3 separate regions of the Zea mays genome follow, and all the other regions are linked to region 2. The links are chromatin contacts, called in public Hi-C maps. All regions are on one chromosome and are shown on one strand. The core of a region is the stretch at or near the end of the contact, and the rest is flanking DNA. Distances in the headings are between cores, read along the strand shown.

What was found. Hi-C and Micro-C count contacts between places; a contact is called where the count stands out from the background.
Region 1: a Hi-C map of leaf shows a contact between it and region 2, with 4 times the contacts expected there. The contact joins the promoter of LOC100278401 here to the promoter of LOC103635310 in region 2. A contact is called at or near these places in 9 of 25 Hi-C or Micro-C datasets (bundle sheath, ear, endosperm and 3 more) and 1 of 3 datasets of contacts at active chromatin or transcription factors (leaf).
Region 3: a Hi-C map of leaf shows a contact between it and region 2, with 3 times the contacts expected there. The contact joins the promoter of LOC100280675 here to the promoter of LOC103635310 in region 2. A contact is called at or near these places in 11 of 25 Hi-C or Micro-C datasets (ear, endosperm, leaf and 3 more) and 1 of 3 datasets of contacts at active chromatin or transcription factors (leaf).

The regions. Positions count from the first base shown.
Region 1 is chr8:68,234,628-68,237,746 of Zm-B73-REFERENCE-NAM-5.0, reverse strand. It overlaps LOC100278401, which reads right to left and starts at 1,481. Exons shown (of 5, transcript NM_001361336.1): 1 at 1,144-1,481; 2 at 1-560. The coding sequence starts at 1,235.
Region 2 is chr8:67,941,119-67,944,373 of Zm-B73-REFERENCE-NAM-5.0, reverse strand. It overlaps LOC103635310 (dynamin-related protein 5A), which reads left to right and starts at 1,761. Exons shown (of 16, transcript XM_008657794.3): 1 at 1,761-2,319; 2 at 2,789-2,852; 3 at 2,953-3,057. The coding sequence starts at 2,191.
Region 3 is chr8:68,438,225-68,441,633 of Zm-B73-REFERENCE-NAM-5.0, reverse strand. It overlaps LOC100280675 (60S ribosomal protein L37a), which reads right to left and starts at 2,027. Exons shown (of 5, transcript NM_001154551.3): 1 at 1,884-2,027; 2 at 1,060-1,118; 3 at 874-962; 4 at 308-390; 5 at 1-230. The coding sequence starts at 1,111. The coding sequence ends at 167.

The DNA.
Region 1 (3,119 bases), core at 232-2,731, 290 kb before region 2:
GCGCGTCGCTGGCGCCGGAGCGCGGCGGGCGAGGCGTGGCGTAGCGGAGGTTGGACCCGCGGGCGTAGGGCGCTGCGCTCGGCGGCGGCATCAGATTGTCCGCCGCCGGCGACGATGAGCGGCGCGGTATCTTGCCGCCCGCCTGCCGCCGCTGCGGCGACGCGGACGCGCAGTCGCGGCGGCAGCGCATGCGCTTGTTCTGTCCCCACCGGAGCAGCAATTCGCGGGCCCCGGTGGAGCTCGGGGAGGCGGGATCGGAGTGGTCGGAGCAGTGGCCGTGGCCGTGGTCGCGCGCGGGGCTCCTGTTCGCGGCGACGGCTGCGGTGGGCGCCGAGTTAGGAGCCGTCGGCTGTGGCTGCGGTGCGCGAGCGCGCGGCTTGGGCTCGAGCGACGTCGAGGCTAGGAACGCCGCGATGCGGGAGCTGTCGGTGGCGACGGCCGGTGCCACGTCATCCTTGCTCGATCTGGGGGCCGGCGACACCGGCGCTGCAGGCTTCTTGCTCGCGCCGCTGCCGCTGCCATTGGGCAGCGGGAGGCCATCTGGGCTGAGCCTCGGGTATCTGCAGGGGAATCAATCAGACGGAATTCGAGTCAGCGACTGGATCGAGGAAGAGTAAGGTCCAGCACCTGGAGTCATGGATGAAAAGATGTGCAAAATCTCGTCTTCCTGCGTGAATTTGCAACCGCAGAAAACCAGAACGCTCGCAAACCGCAGCAGGACTCCACGTTAAACGAACGGTTCAGAGATCTGTGCAGAGAAATAATCATCCCAGAAAGCCGAGCGGATAATTCAGAACGAAAACCTGCAATCTATGGAGAACCGAACCGAGACCAGCGAAGAACCAACCAGCACAGGTGGGCGGGTGAGACACAGGCTGCGAGACGCGAGAACAACTGGCCTGCCCGCAGATCAAACGGCGCCTCGAAGAGCTTGCGAAGAGAACAGCAGAGAAGGGCCGCGAACACGGCACGAAAGGGAGAAACTTGTTCGAATCAGCCCCGCAGGAGCCGGCAACAACCACTGACTGCGGAAACGAGAGCGCAAATTCGCGGCTTTGGTCTCAGGAAAGAACACCGACGAACACAACGCTGCAGCTGCAGCTGCAGCGGCAGGCGAACGGGATTGGTGGTGGATTCGCGTACCTCGTCATGTCCAACGCCGACGCGGCCTTGGACGGGCTCGACGAGGCCACCACGTCCCGAGCAACCACGACGGCGTCCGCGGAGCCGCGCATCGATTCGGCGCCCTCCTCTACTCCTCCACCGGTTCTGCTTCTACAATCGCCGGTGCGGCCTCCCTCCTCTCCCGGCTCGGCGTTTCGCTCTACAGATCACCCACCTCGGCCGGCCAGACCGACAAGAGACGGCAGGGAACGAAGGTTCTGTTGCGAAATCTGGTGAGGCGGAGAACGCACAGCAATGGCGAGGAGGAGGAGGAGCAGAGCCAGCCTGAAGGGCCGAGGCTTTATCATTTCCACTCTACCGGCAACGCCCTCCACTCTTCCGCACCTTTTCTCGCCCTGCGAGGCCGTGGCACTCTTGTGGTAAACGCCGACGCTGATGGGCATTTCCGTAATCCCAGCGCAGAGGCATAGGTGCGTGATTTAGCTCGAAGTTCCATGGGATTTGCACAAGCGAACCCGTTCGTCTCCTAGACCTGCACGCTGCACTGCAACTGCAAGCAAGCGTTAAGATTTGAGTTGAGACACATAAACGCCGGATGCCCACCGTAGCAAAGCACTAGCAGCAGCAGACACCACGTCACTCGGAGACAGGCAGGTGGGCCTTCCCTGCAGTCCAGATAAGCCAAACGGCAGCCCTCGTTTAGCTTACGGCCGTGATCTGATCACTCCAGAGGTGGACGGCGATTACTGCTCCAAAACTCGGCAACAACTGGGCGGGCACTGCCCTCTCCGGGCCACCTAACCGACTGGGACTCACTGACGTGTGGGGTCATCGGATGCGTCTTGGCTTGGGGAAAGAGGAAAGGATGTTGGCCACGGGATTCTTGACGGACGGGCGGATTCGATGTGGATGCGCGCGTCCACCGGCCTGCATTTTTTTTGCATTTTGACCCTTTCTCGGAAAAAAATCACGTTTAGACCCTAAAAAATTTTAATGTCATTTTTGTACCCTTTGCTCGGCGCCATAGGCTATGGCGCCGAGGTAACACAGCTCGGCGCCATAAGCTATGACGCCGAGGTACGTGCTGCGCTGGCATAACTCGGACGTCGTGGCGCCGACTTGGCACCAAGCTCGGCGCCATAGATTTTGGCGCCGAGCTCAATTATAACCACAAAACTCGTCTAGCTTAGTTGATAGATAGTAAGACTCATAACCTGTGGTTGTGGGTTCGATCCCCATGATAGATGTGTAGTATTTTTGTCTTTATCACTGATTTGTTTTTTTTTCTAGATTTTTCATTTTTATGTAGATTTGTTCGTACAGATTTTTTTTCTTTTCTAGATTTTTGTTTTTGTGATTGATTTGTTTATTCGTTCAAATATTATTTTTTATCCGCCGCTGGTGCTCTGCTGCTCGCCTGCCGGCGGCGCTGTCGTGAGAGGCACCGGCGCCGTCCGATGCCCACATCATGAGGGCCAGGACGACCAACGGCTCCACGCACGAGCACGGCCCTAGCTTCTGACCAACTGCCATGCTCTTTACGTCTTTGCAGTGCTACACGCCGGGGATCCGAAAGGAGGCTGCTGCGCTTGACTGTGGATATATATATATATATATATATATATATATATATATATATATATATATATATATATATATATATATATATATATATATATATATATATATATATATAGTATATGTATTTAGAGCCCTAGGCTCTATTTAACTATAGGAAGCCCCGACCACGTACCGACCAGGTGCGCGACCGCACCGGACCCTTTTTGGCTTATTGTACCTAACTGCTTACGCCAAAATATAATACGAGTTATGCTGATGTGTGTATCAGTTTATGCAAATATAGTCTGCGCATATTACGTGCATCGGGCCCACGATCCGGCCCACGCCACCACTATAAAAACACCCCCACGCCGCCAGGAATTAGGTTTTAGCGGCGGCGGTGATCCTGGGGGCCAGCAGCGGTGTCACCTCGA
Region 2 (3,255 bases), core at 512-3,011:
TCACCCGATAGGGCGCTGCACTTTTCTAGTTGAGTTCATAACTGAGCATATTATTCATAGATTCGTCATTCTACAGACTTTGACTACAGACTAGGGAGCTTCTTTTATGTCAAAGGAGGTATGTGAGTTTGCTAAATTATATAGAATTAAATTGCTCAATTCATCTCCATATTATGCTCAGGCCAATGGGCATGCCGAGTCTAGTAATAGAATATTGATTAACCTGATAAAAAGAAGATATCTGATCATCCTAAGCATTGACATAAGATTTTGTCTGAAGCTTTATGGGCTCACAGAATATCTAAACACCGGGCCACTAAAGTATCTCCGTTTGAGCTTGTCTATGGGCAGGAAGCAGTGGTGCCTATAGAAATAAGTTTAAATGCTGCCAGGTTCGCCAAGCAAAATGATGTAACTGTCGGTGATTATTATAATTCAATGATGGACAATATTGATAAAGTGACCAACAAGAGAGTGACAACCTTAGGAGAAATAGAAAAGGACAGGATCATGGTCGCCAAAGCTTACAACAAGAAAGTCAAGGCTAAATCGTTTCAGGTAGGGGACCTGGTATGGAAGACTGTCTTGCCTCTAAGGAGCAAAGATCGATTGGGAAGTGGTCGCCAAGCTGGGAAGGCCCTTACAAGGTTACACAGGTGATGTCCGGTAACGCCTACTTGTTGCAAACACTACAAGGCAAAGACTTGCCCAAGGCATTAAACAGGCGTTTCCTCAAGCAGTATCATCCTAGTATGTGGCAAGATGCTTAAGAAAACCGATGTGATCACATCGAGTTAGTTGCTTTTGGTTCGCTCAGCTCCGCTAAAAGGCAGGGGGCATATGTTGGGCGCCAAAACCGACCGGGCGGATGATCCGCACTGGTGGCGTGGACGGTCCACGCGCGCACAGGATCAATTTGGGTTCCGAGTTTCTTACAGGATTGGTTAGCTAGATCCGCGGAATTAGCTCGGGAAATCACGTGTAACGGGTCCAGACCTCCCCTATATATATATATATATATATATATATATATATATATATATATATATATATATATATATATATATATATGTGGAGGGCTACGATAGATTGAATCATTAACAATCGAATCAATCATCAATATATTTCTCGTTTTATCCTGTACATTTGGAGTAGTTCTAATTTAGCTTTAGTTTAGCCCTTCTCTATCCCAAATTCTCCACTTCTCTTCGGCTCTACGTCGATTAGAGGTGTCTAGGGTGGCTTGCCGACCCTAGACAAGGTCTAGAATCTCTCCTCCCCGACAGGGTCCCTCCCGGGAGCGAGATACAGGCGTTGTCGGCGAACACCGCCGCCCCTGCGCACGCGCAGACCGTCCAGCCCGTCAGGCAGGAACCTGAGCCCTACGACAGGTTGTGGATCGTCCGACCCCTGGCCGCAGACCGTCCGTGTCTCCGCAGAGAGCACCGCCGCCGGTTCTCAACGCAGTGATTGACGTCTGGATCAACACCAACATACAGATTCTTTGTGTATTAGAGAGAAGCCATTGGAAATTGTACTATATTGTCGTAACAATTTATCGATTTTGACACCTTTAAGCTGGATGGCAAAACATTGCCCGAACTTGATAGCTAATTTGGTGCTCTAGATGATGAGGATATTGTAACTTGCCTTGTGTATCTTTGGGCATAGAATTGTGTCCTCGTTTAGAACGCAAAAAATGTATAGAAATTGTACACAGAGTTTAGAAGTTTTATTTATAGAAAAATCATACGTTCCAAAGTCCAAACAGAGCTGAATTACTGGTATTTTTCAGGTTCTTACAAGTAAACTTTACTGAACTAAACACATATTTCAAACTAAATTCAGGAGATCAAATTTACAGAAACTTCACCAAAATTACGCCGGTACGCCAGACGCCACGCCCATTTCTTCTCCACGAAGCCTTTGAAGTCCCAAATCAACTCCCGCAGACGCCTCCAAACACCCAGACCAGACCACCGTCGGCCGTCGCTAGCCTGCGCAACATCTCCAGGTCCAGGGTCCAGGCCACAGCTCGAGCCCGACGACCGACGCCTAGACGCGGCTGGGCGGTCGGCCTCGCCTCGTCTCCCCCCTCCACGCCTCCTTTCTCCTGCTCCGCGTCTCGATCTCGCCTCCCCCGCCGCGTGGCGCGACCCGGCCAGGTATCGCCCACCCTGCGCTGCGGCCATGGATAACTTGATCACCCTCGTCAACAAGCTGCAGAGGGCCTGCACGGCTCTCGGAGACCACGGAGAGGAGAGTGCACTCCCGACGCTCTGGGACTCGCTGCCGGCCATCGCCGTCGTTGGAGGACAGGTGCCCGTCTTCCCTTCTATGGCACGCTTTTTTGTGTTGGTTCTGATCGGATCTGGTGCTGTCACCCCAGCTTCGTGGGGGTGGATCTCGCGGGTTGCTGGTGGTGGAACCGCGATGGTTAGTTGTTGATGCGGCCTGGCGCTGCTTGGATCTGCAATTTCTCGGAGTCCAGGAAGTTAGATTTTGGTCACTTACATTTTTGAATCCGAAGCAGTTTTGATGCGCCCAGCCGCTCGCGTGATTGCTTAATCTCTGAGTCTTGGACTTCCGTCTGGTTGGGAAGCTAGTCACTAGTGTGAGCAAGTAGGGATGCGAGTATGCTCATGTGATGTTTCCGTGATAAATATCGTAGTTCGATGCTATTCCTCAAACTGGACTGTTGTTTTCATGAACATATATAAGCTCGTTTCGATCTCTTCATGCATAATTCAAACAATGCCGTAGTTTGACGTTTGAATTTTGCTGACAGAGCTCTGGTAAATCCTCTGTGTTGGAGAGCGTGGTTGGGAAGGATTTCTTACCGAGGGGTTCAGGTATTGTTTTGGCAAGAAGTATCTCCTGTGAAGTCCAGTTCTATCTTCTAGAATTAGGTGTTCTGATATGTTAGTATTGTGATTGGAACGGTATCTGCAGGCATTGTAACCCGGCGGCCGCTGGTACTGCAGCTCCACAGAATTGATGGTGACAGGGAATACGCCGAGTTTATGCACCTTCCAAGAAAGAGATTTACAGATTTTGGTAATTCATCTGCTCCTTTTTCCTTTGGGAGCTGCATGGTTCATGACTGATGAGATATAATTATATCAAATTACATTGTCACCTATGGTTGAGGACTGCTCTATAGTTGAATTTCATGATGCTCATTGAAACATCCTTTTTATATTATTGCATTAGTTATGCTACTGTACTAGCTTCTGGTTTGCTGTATTTTCCTTA
Region 3 (3,409 bases), core at 778-3,277, 500 kb before region 2:
GCATTGCATAGTGCATACCATCAATTTAGCATGACAAACCATGAGTACAAAGTGGTCACTACAGATAGATAAACATTTCTTGTTCATTTAGCTAAAAAGGCAAAATGGTTCACGGCTCTTGGCTGAACTACAAAAATCCAGGTACTCCTTTTCAAGCTGCCCGCAATCATGCTTCGGTCTGCTCCCGCAGGCGCCGGATTGTGCTTCTCACAGTGACCGCACTAGCAGTGCTGGAAATGCAAAGTAACAAAATTAGAAAACACACGAGGATTCAATATAAACAGAGTAACCGGACATCATCACATACTTCATTGTGTAGGCGCCACCGGCCTTAACCTTCCCACAGTCCTTGCATCCCCAGATACCAACTGCTTTCCTCTTCACGGCAAACTGTTGTCAAGTATTGGCCATACAAAAGGCAATGGCACAAGTAAGAATCAAAAAAGCAAATAGAAAGAAACATGGCACATAATTCATAAAGGAGTTTCATTAAAACAGTGAAAACCCAGAAAAGGTCTGGCAAGGTATGCGTATGCCTTGACATTAACCGACTATCTAGTAGAATTCAGATAAGGCATAAACTATCTCAGAGAAGTTATAACATCAATACAGCTATATGAAAGACAGAAAGACGATCACAGATTGCTATTGCAAATGTCGGAGAACATATTTCACCAGGTCACTATTCATTGTTGTTACCACAAAAAAGGAGACACAGGAATTAGTCAATAGCACATAATTGTTTAAAAAATAAGCAATAGTGCATCTTAAAAATAGCAAAAAAAAACTGTTACTCAACTAATGCACCGTAAATGATTGACCAGTTTGCCATGTGATTATCAAAGCAAGGCATCACAAAATCGATGAGTTTACCTTGCCACAGAACTCACAGAAGTATTTGGAGTGCTGCGAGACCTCCATCTTCTTGATCTGTTTACGTAAACTGGCACCATACCTGGTACCTACATAACAGCAACAACAAAAGAGTTATCAACCAGAATACAAAGGTAAGAACATGGGATCGCAAAACAATGAGTAAAGATAGTCCAGTGTCTGTACCATATTTGCCAACGATTCCTGCCTTCTTGGTGCGTTTCGTCTGCAAAATCATCACAAAACATAAAAAATTAGAAAACATGGACAGATACCTACAATACTCTGCATTGGTTAACATGGTACATTGCATAGACAGAGGCAAGGCAACCAGTAAACCAATTTATACGAGCAAAACCTATGCAAATTAATTTCGACTGCCCAAAACTAGGAGATGGTAAACAATAGCTAAGATCTAGTTGGAAAGTTTAAGCTACATAACTTTTCGAGTGGAATGGTAATTACCGCTCAAAGCATGTATGTGAAGAAAGCACAGAATTCTTACTACTTCGGTAACCTATTCAACTACACACTTGTACTTATTAAAATTATTTAGTGCCAGTAGAGCTTGTTTAGGTGCACGCTAACCCACCCAATCTACATATATTGGGACGAATTGGTGTGGAAAACTATTGAGTTTTGCACCTCAATCCCGATACATGTGTTTTGGAGTGGTCGAAAAGGACTAATGGAGGCTGTACAACCGGCAACAAGATTAAACATTTTAACACGAAACAACATAATACTGCCAGATTTCGAAATCCCACCGTCAGAATATTCACATAATAGTGCCAGATTTCGAAATCCCACGGTCAGGCTATGAGTCACATAATAGTGCTAAATTTCGATCCCCACGGTCAGACTATGAATAAATGATTTCTGACAGCTGCGGAAAGCACTAGCAGGAGCACTAACAGGCTAAACAAGTTAATTAGGTCATGATTTCTCAAAGACGCCGAACAGAATCAAAACAGCCCCAAGAGTAAACAATTTCATCCAAAGCGACGTACCATCTCGTCGGGGAGGAAGTGGCGGGCGTCACCGGAAGCGAGAGCAAGAAGGCGTCTCGTGGGGGAGGCGGCGCGGGCGAGGTTATGTGGAATTGTGGATGCTACTAGGGTTTTCTAGGGCTCTTCTGGTCGACGGTAGATTCTGGGCCAGAGTTCTGGCGGCCCGAAGTTTGCAAGGCCAGTGTAGCATTCTTTGAGGCCGGAAAATAAGAAGCGTGTTATGGTCTGGCTCACTACACCACGGAGATTTTAATTTTCTTATTTTTTTAAATTCGTTTTTTAAAATATTTTGTTCAATCCAAAAAAAAATGCAAAACTATACCTCTGACCTCGATCGAACCGGGGGAAGTAGTTACTGCCAGTTTAATTGATGGTATATGAACTCGAATGAAGATACAATTTCTAAAAAAAATAGAGAAAAAAGAGATATTTAACTAGGATGTATTTTCACCCTCCGAAATTTGAACCTAGCATATAGAAATAAACGATGCATTATTCCATTAGGCACGGATATGACTAATTTTGATGTCCACAAGTATTTTATTGGTCAGTTTACTATATCTATATCGAGTATGATAGGCATGAATATGTTATCTCTGCTTCTATGCGAGTCCGAATTATTAGAAATAATTCATATAAAATTAGAAGAGAAGGAATAAGTGATGTCCCTTATGCTCCAGCACCTTACACGATTCAAATATTTAAATATTAAGTATTGTGTGATGAACAATTAAATTACTATCCTAATGTTGTATATTGTCGTTGAGAACTCTTTTTTGGGCTACAAGTGCTATATTTTGTGTGATGTGATTGCATGATGTTGTCATTTAATATTTAATGTTGTCGAACTTATGATAAAACTATGTTGGGTTTGATGGAGTTGTTATACTGAACACAAAGATAATATACTATTTTAGTATCTTTTATTATTGATGAGATACGAGGCTTCACTATTTTGTATATGGTATATTTAGTGAAGATTCTTTCCGTTCTATTTGAAGCAGCGCTCTCTAACTAATTCTCTAAATATAGAAGATGTTTTTGTCGTGTTTATATAAAAGATTCCCTCTTCGTTGTTCTGTCTATTTTAATAATTTAAACATCAAATTTACTAAACTAAAACAGTATAGAAGATTTGGTAGTATGATAGATAAGTACGTACGTACAGGACGAGATATAAAAGGCATACGAGAGAAAAACGAGATATAAAAAAACACTCTTCTCTATCTATTTTAATAATGTAAACAATAAAGTTGCCAGGACCTTCTGTCAATGTGATGCTGGGAGTGAGGGGCAGCCAGCCAAAGCTCCCTGTCATGCCGTCTCCTTTGCTCGAAGCGGGTGAATTGCATTTCAGCAAGCACGCAATGGTCAAGCTGAAGGTGGGCAAAAGTGGAATGCTACAGCCTACAGAAGGGCAACAGATCTGTGATAGCTGAAAATGTGCAGGGAGCACGGAGCAGCCTGAGTTTGAAATGATGGGGCCCCAAAACATTCTGAGAGCGACAACACCTTTGACGGTGGAA